2 separate regions of the Sus scrofa genome follow, and region 1 is linked to region 2. A link is a contact called in public HiChIP or PLAC-seq data. All regions are on one chromosome and are shown on one strand. Each heading gives the region's core, a stretch centred on a gene start, on an enhancer-like site or on the middle of the called end of the contact. The rest is flanking DNA. Distances are from core to core; before and after follow the strand shown.

Region 1 (3,223 bases), core at 255-2,754, 140 kb before region 2:
GGGCCAGGAGGTGGAAGTGCACCCTGCAGAGATCAAAGCTCCCCTATCCCGCCGGCGAAAGGCTGCCCAAAGGGAGCTGGGGCACGCCCTGCGCCGGAGGCGACCCCTCGCCTCCGCCCCTGAGCTGAAGGCCCGCTGACGGGGGCGGGGGTAGGAGGGGGGGCACGAGGAACGGACAAGGGGCGTCCCCTCCCCAAGACTGGGTCTGCAGATACCCGGGATCTGCGCGGGGAGGGAGGACCCGGACTGGGCGGGGAGTTCGGAGGGCGCCACTTGGGGTGGAGCCTAAGCGCGGCCTAGGGAGTCCCAACTCCACGGCGGAGTGGGGGCTGTGCCTCTGCACCCAAGGACAGGGAAAGCCGCTTCCTCGGGGCCGGAGCGCACGGCCCGCGGCGGGGTGGGGTGGCCCGCGCGCCCAGCGGGGGCTCGCCGGGCGTCGCTCGGGATGGCAGACGCGCCGCGGGCGAGAAAGGGCGGGAGGCTGTGGGGACGGGGGTGGGGTGCGCTTTGTGCACAGCCCGAGAGGCGGGGGGCGGCGTCCCCACTCACCCTGGCGCGTGGACACGTTCCTCTCGTTGGCAGCCTGCAGCACGACTTGGGCGCAGCTCTGCTCCAGGGCGAAGAGCTCGTCCTTGCCCACCTTGGTGGCCTTGCCCGCCTTGAGCGTGCCGCTGGGCCCCGACGGCGCCAGGTAGCGGCCCTCGCAGTCGCGGAAGGCCACCTTGCCGGAGCGGAACTCGAGAGTGTAGCCTGTGGCGGGCTCAGGTTGCTCCACTAGGCGCCCGTCGTGGCGCAGGAAGCGGTGGTCGGCCGTCTGCAGGCTGTAGCGCTGGTCCTGGAAGGCCAGCGTGATGAGCGAGTCGACGCCCCAGGGCACGTCGCGGTCCACTGAGATCTCGTCGGCGGGCCGGGCGCTCAGGTGCGCGTAGCGCTTGCGGGCCAGGCTGTAGATGTTGACCTGCGGGTGCATGGCGATGTGCACGCTCCACTTCTCGGCCGGTGACACGGTCTGAGCGAAGCACGACAGGCGGTCCTCGGTGCCGCCAAAGTAGCGCCGGTGCGCCTCGGACTGCAGTGACCAGCGGCCGTCGTCGTGCGCCACGATGAGAAAGCGGCAGTCGGCGTCGGGCACCTCATGTTCGCAGGTCACGTTGCCATCCTTGTCCGCCGCCAGGTAACGGCCCAGGTGGCTGCGCAGGCACATGGCTGCACCGCCCGCCTCGTCGGGCGGCTGCTCCAGCGTCCAGATCTGCTTCTTCTTCAGGCTGCTGGCCGAAGCGTTCACCTTGAACCCGAACGTCTCGGCCGTCAGGTACTTGTTGCTGCAATTGATGAGGCCGAACTGGATCTGGAGGGCCTCGGCCGTGCCGTTGGCGGTCATGGTGGCGGCGGGCTGGAGGCCCCGGCGCGGCCCGGGAGGTCGGTGGCGGGTCCCTGCGGCGGCGCCCTGCTCCTTTGTTCTACTGCCGCGGCCGTGCGCGCACCCTCAGCAGCGCTCTACAAAGCCGGCCCGTGGCGCCCTAGCCCCTTTATAAGCGGGGTGACGTCAGCGCCGCGAGGTCCCGCCCCCGCCCCGCCCCGCCCCGGGACGCGCCGAAGAGGGGGCGCGGGGACCCGGGGAGCGAACAGGGTCGCGCAGGGGCTGGGAGAGGCGCGGGTGGCGGCTCGGCTCGCAGCGTCCTCTCCTTCGGCGCGGCCGGCCTCTGCGGTTCCCCCCACTTCGGGCCGCCGCCCACTTCCCCCAATGCCAGGGCCCCACCCTCGCAGCGCCGCAGCCTGAGGACTCCCTCAGAGCCAGGGACCCCTCGGAGGCCCCCTACCCCAAGCCCAGCCGGGAGAAAAGCCAGCCAGGTTTGAGGCTGTGATGGAGACGGTGGAGAGCCGCAGAGCCATCAGAACTAGGACGAGGCGGTCCGGAGGCTGCTCAGATGAGGTGGCCTTAGAGCAGAGCCTTGAAGGAGCTGAGAGGGGACCCTCTAAGGGCCTGTGGGCGGAAGGGATGGGAGGAGGACACCAGGAGCTGGGGAGGGCCCTGCAGACCCCAACTCATCCAACCCAGGCCTTGCGGCCTCCCGAACAGAGGCTGTGTTTCTCCGAAGCTGCCTTCCTACGCCTTTGCCCTGAAGGCCACTGAGACCCCTCCCTGTGGCCCAGGTCCCCAGCCCCCCCCTGGCCCAAATAGGTCTCCTTGGTAGTGGAGATGAGTGACAGTGGCCCCATTCTGAGGAGGCAGAAGCCACGGGGTCCTGGTGAGGTTCACCAGGTATGGGGTGAGCAGCGTGCCCTTGTGCTGAGCGGGTCAGAAGCAGGATGCAACTCGGGCAGCACAGCCCTGAGGGGCGGAAACCCGGTCTCCAGCCCAGCACACCTCCCGCTTTATACCCGCCCCCAGGCCCCCACTTCATTGGATGCTGAGCCCAGCACCCAGGAAGGGGTGATGTGGGCTCCTCCTTGAGGGCCTCCGCTCTCCATCCTCCTCCCGCGAAGTGGACCTTCCCTGCAGACGGCCCATCCCCACCCCCGGGGAGGAACACTTCCCTTTTCTGAGCATCTCGGAAGGCCAACACTTTTGCTGGGACATTCCCCACATGCCTGCAGGCCCCTGGAATGCCAGCATGACCACAGGCTGCCCACAAGGTCTCCAGGCCAAAGGCAGAGGGCACTGAAGTAGCTCCCGGGCTGGTTGGGCTGTGCCTGTGCCTCCCAGCCAGGCAAACCCCTCCAGGGATTTTTATCTTTCAGGGGAATTTTGGGTTAACTGTCTCATCATGGTGGGTCAAGTGGGTTAACTGGCAGGGCTGCTGCCTCTCAGTCCGGCCAGGGGCGGGAGCTGGTCCAGGCCTTCCCAGGTGATACTTTCAAGGGGTAGAAAGACTAGCCAGGCGAGCTGGGCGTGGTGGCAGCCTGGCTTCCTGCACTGGGCTTCCTGGGTTCACACAAACCTCCCTGGTTCTTGGTTTTCCCACCTCTCTAAAGGGCATAACGACAGCACCTGCCCCTGGAGAGAAGTTGAGACGACAGAAGCAGCCAACACCCATGACCGTGACTGAGGGGGTCCCTGGGACACGGCCCTCAGTTTTCAAACCAGGAAGGTCTTGGGCAAACCAGACAAGTTGGTGATGACACATGTCAAGCCCCTAGAAAACAGTGCCTGGCACGTCACGTAGTCAGTGCTCAATAAATGCTGGCTGGTCCTGGGGACACAGACAGGCCAGACCCCCTC
Region 2 (3,569 bases), core at 129-2,628:
CCCCAGGACTGCCCCTCCGACCGCGTCCGCACTCTGCGCCCGCGGCCAAGTAGGTTGCCGCGGGCAGCTCCCGGCGACTCAGCCCAGAAAGGATTTTGCTGAAAGTGCAAAATAAAAGTACAAAGTCTGGGGGATTGGGACTCCCCTCCCCCTCCGGCCGCCGCGGCCAGCCAAGCACTTTTTGGGCTTGGCTGCTGCTTCCTCTGAGCTCAACAGATTTTTTTTTTTTTTTTCCCGGTCTCGCCCTCCCTGGAGGGGGCGCGGCGGATGGAAGGCGAGAGAGCCCCCAGCCAAGAGGTTTTTAATATTACACTTTAATAGGTTTCAGAAGGCCCCGTGGAGAAATGCTAATAGGCTGAAATGTCAGAATCGAGAGGGAGTCAGTTCGCGCTCAGCCGATCTAATCCTTTTTTCTGCTCTGATTTTTTTTTTTTTTGCGGGGGGTGGAGAGAAAGGGAGGGGAGCGCCCACGCAAAGAGAGCCTTTGGGGAGGGGCGCGGTGAAAGCTCCGCAGCCGGGCCGAGAAAGGGGCGCGCCCTGGCCCGCGTTTCTATAGGAACCCCTTTTAGAAGATTAGAGACTCACCCGCTGCCCGCCGCCGTGGCCTTTCCAAAATATTAATCAGTAACCATCTGACACCGCGTTTCAGGGAGGAACCCGCAGACCCGGGCTCGGAAAACGGCCTTCTCGCCTGCCCATCCCACCCAACCGCGTTGCAGGGGAAGAGGGAATGAATCGCAGCTTTGTTTTAAAGTGGGGGGGGGAGAGGGAAAAAGCAGCCCTTGTCTGTTTTGGCGTCTCCACCGCGCGTTCTAGAAGGCGCGCCCCAAGGGAGGTGGGGAGCCGGGGGCCTGGGCGCGGGGTGCAGCAGCCCGCCAGGCCCCAGGCCCTTCCCGGCCCGCTCGGCCCGTCACCTCCTCCTGCGAGCAGGAAGCTGACAGGCGGCCCATTAAACCGCGCCTTGCAAAGCCCTGGATTGCGGCGACAACCATCTTCCTCTATTTTGATCACTCAGCCCAGACGCTGGGGAGGGGGGGAGGAAAAGGGAGGAGGAGGAAGGGGGGGGCCCAGAGCTGGTGGAGGGGGAGGAGGGCTGCCTAGAAACGGCCCGGAAAAATTCTCACCACCAGTTTTGATCATTCAACCCCGCCGAGGGGAGCCTGGAAACTGCTGGAGCCCCTAGGTCCGTAATTGGTTTTATAGGAATGGCTGGGGGCCAAGGTGTTTACATGCGCGTGATTGGCGGCGCGCGCGACCAATGGGTGGCGGCCGGAGGCAGGCCTTGGGGGGAGGCGGGCACCCGGGAACAATGCGTGTTTCTTCGCTGGAGAGTGCTCCCCTCCCCCAGCCTCCTCCTCCCCCCCCGCCTTTTTTTTTTTTTTTTTTTTTTAGCTCCAGCGAGAGGAACTTGAAAGGGGGGTTGTGTAATGTACCTTTTCCAATCCCGGGCTGTATATGGAGATTTGGGATTCTTTAAACCGGCGCTACCTGGATTTTATTAAAAAGCGGGGAGCTCGGCGGGAGGAAAGCTGGCTTTTCCGGGGGCTGCGGGAGCCCGGCCGCGGGAGGGCGGAGGAGTTGGCGCGCCGAGCGCTCGGCCTGGGGAGCGGTTTTCTACCAAAAAAAGGAAAGGCGGGCAAAAAGTGTGAGGCGGCTGCGGGTGGCGAAGGGGAGCAGCGGCAGCGGGATGGCGGGCAGCACGGGAGCCTAGCCGAGCCGGGAGCCGGGGCCGCCGCCAGAGTCGCCGGAGCCGGAGCCCGAAGCCGGGAGCCCTGCAGCGCCAGGTACGCCGCCGGGTCGCCCGACCGCCCCTGGCCGGGCGCAGTGGTCTCCAAACTTCTCCAGATGGCCCCCCACCTCTCCTTCCCCTCGGGCTGCGCCGGGGATCCCCACAGCTCTCCGGCTCTCGAGAACTCAATCGGGGGGTCAGGGCCGGCGTAGTGGGGCGCCCTGGGAGGGGTGGGGGCGAGGCCCTGTGCCCCGGACGCCCACCTGAGCCCCCAGCTCTTCTCTATCTTGCCCAGCCCTTCTCTAGCCCGCCCAGCTCGGCCGAGGGGCGTCGGTTCCCTCCTCGGTTCCCGGTAGGCGGCGGGGGAGCCAGGGACGCCGAGACGTTTTCGATTATAGGCTGTTTTTAATTAAAAGCCGGAATTCAGCCATTTTAACTGCATTTAAGAGGGGGAGAAAAGTAGGGAGAACGCAGCGGAGCCCGCAGATGGCCAAACCAGCTTCTCTGCCAGAGCAAGGGTGTTTCGGGGGGCTTCACCTCGACTTCCCCAAAGTGGGGCGCCGGGGCATGCCCCGCAGCGCTGGCTTTTAAAAGAAAGCTACACAAAGAACATTTTTTTTTCTTTTTTAAAATCACGGAACGCTTCTCGCCTCTTTGAGGCAGTATCTTCGGATGTGGCGATCTTAGATTTTTCCAAAGTAAACGCGGATCTGGTAACCGGAGCCTGATGGGAGAGAGCAAGGGAGGGAGGGAGGAAGAGGGTGTTTGTAACCAAAACCAGGTTAAAATAAGCACCCTTAGGAAAGTTGGGGAGGAAGGCTGGAGTAGGCCGGGGTGGGGGGGGTCTGCAGCTCGGGGGGCTGGGCGCTGGTCGCGGGGCGCAGGGCGGGCACCCGGGAGCCGATGGCTTTGGCGTGATCCTCGGCTCTAGGAGCGGCCGGCCTCTTGGAATCAGGAATCCGAGCTGCTGCGGGCAGGCGGAGAGCGAGGGCAGCCTTGGCTCCCAGACCCCCTCCCGCCCCCGCGGGAATCGGCAAACGGCAAATCTTTTCAACAAATAGCTTTAAACGGGAACTACAGGGGGATTTGCCCAGCGCTGGGGGAGGCGCCCCTGGGTCGGCCCGCGCCGCCAAGGTTTTCTTCGTAGGTTGTTTTGGGGGGAGTGGGGGAAGCTAGGGTCGGAGGGAGACCCTCGAATCTTTCCCTTCGCTTCTGACGCCCCCCAGATCCCCCGCGCCAGGCCACGTCCTCGGCGCAGGATTCCCAGGCCAGGGCGTTGGAAAATGAAACTAAGGCTTGTTTTGAAGGATTCTTTCCAGTCCTCGGGCGAGAATGCCACGTCTCGGGTCCTCGGACTTAGACTCTGCGACTCACAGTGGCCCGAGGAGGGTGGCGCGAGGGCCGACGAGTCCCCTTAAAAATAACAAACCCGCTTAGCACCCTCGCTCGCGAAAAAACTACAAACTCCCAGGCTCCGGTCGAGCTCCGGGGAACCCAACTCCGAAAAGGGAGACGAGGGCCCATAAAGGTTAAATATTAAACTTTACGGATCAGATAGTGACATCGTGTTTAGGGAGACATTTCAAACTGCTCGTGGCAAGGGTTCACGGTTTGAAACCCCGGAGCCTATGACGCCCAGGAATCCAACACACTCTGGAGGTTTGTATTGACGCGCTCCCGGCGCGGCCCAGAGGCCTTGCTCCGTTTCGGGAGCACCTGTGAGTTGTCCGGGCTGAGGCGCCGTGAGCCACCGGCTGCTTTTTAAACCGGGTCCCCGTGAACCTGAAGCCGCCGGAGGAAGGAGCAGGGCATTTTACTTATTCTGTAAAAAGGGGCTACT

Evidence for each region. HiChIP or PLAC-seq counts read pairs in DNA pulled down with a chosen protein or histone mark.
Region 1: a contact with region 2 is called in an H3K27ac HiChIP or PLAC-seq map of skeletal muscle. The contact joins the promoter of FSCN1 here to the promoter of TNRC18 in region 2. A contact is called at or near these places in 3 of 47 Hi-C or Micro-C datasets (brain, embryonic fibroblasts and skeletal muscle) and 2 of 2 datasets of contacts at active chromatin or transcription factors (alveolar macrophages and skeletal muscle).

Annotation. Positions count from the first base shown.
Region 1 is chr3:4,132,454-4,135,676 of Sscrofa11.1, reverse strand. It overlaps FSCN1 (fascin actin-bundling protein 1), which reads right to left and starts at 1,504. Exons shown (of 5, transcript NM_001146300.1): 1 at 550-1,504. The coding sequence starts at 1,381.
Region 2 is chr3:3,994,007-3,997,575 of Sscrofa11.1, reverse strand. It overlaps TNRC18 (trinucleotide repeat-containing gene 18 protein), which reads left to right and starts at 1,378. Exons shown (of 32, transcript XM_021086041.1): 1 at 1,378-1,784. It overlaps LOC110260072 (bcl-2-binding component 3-like), which reads left to right. Exons shown (of 7, transcript XM_021087964.1): 3 at 1-49; 4 at 1,628-1,784; 5 at 2,036-2,081; 6 at 3,369-3,447.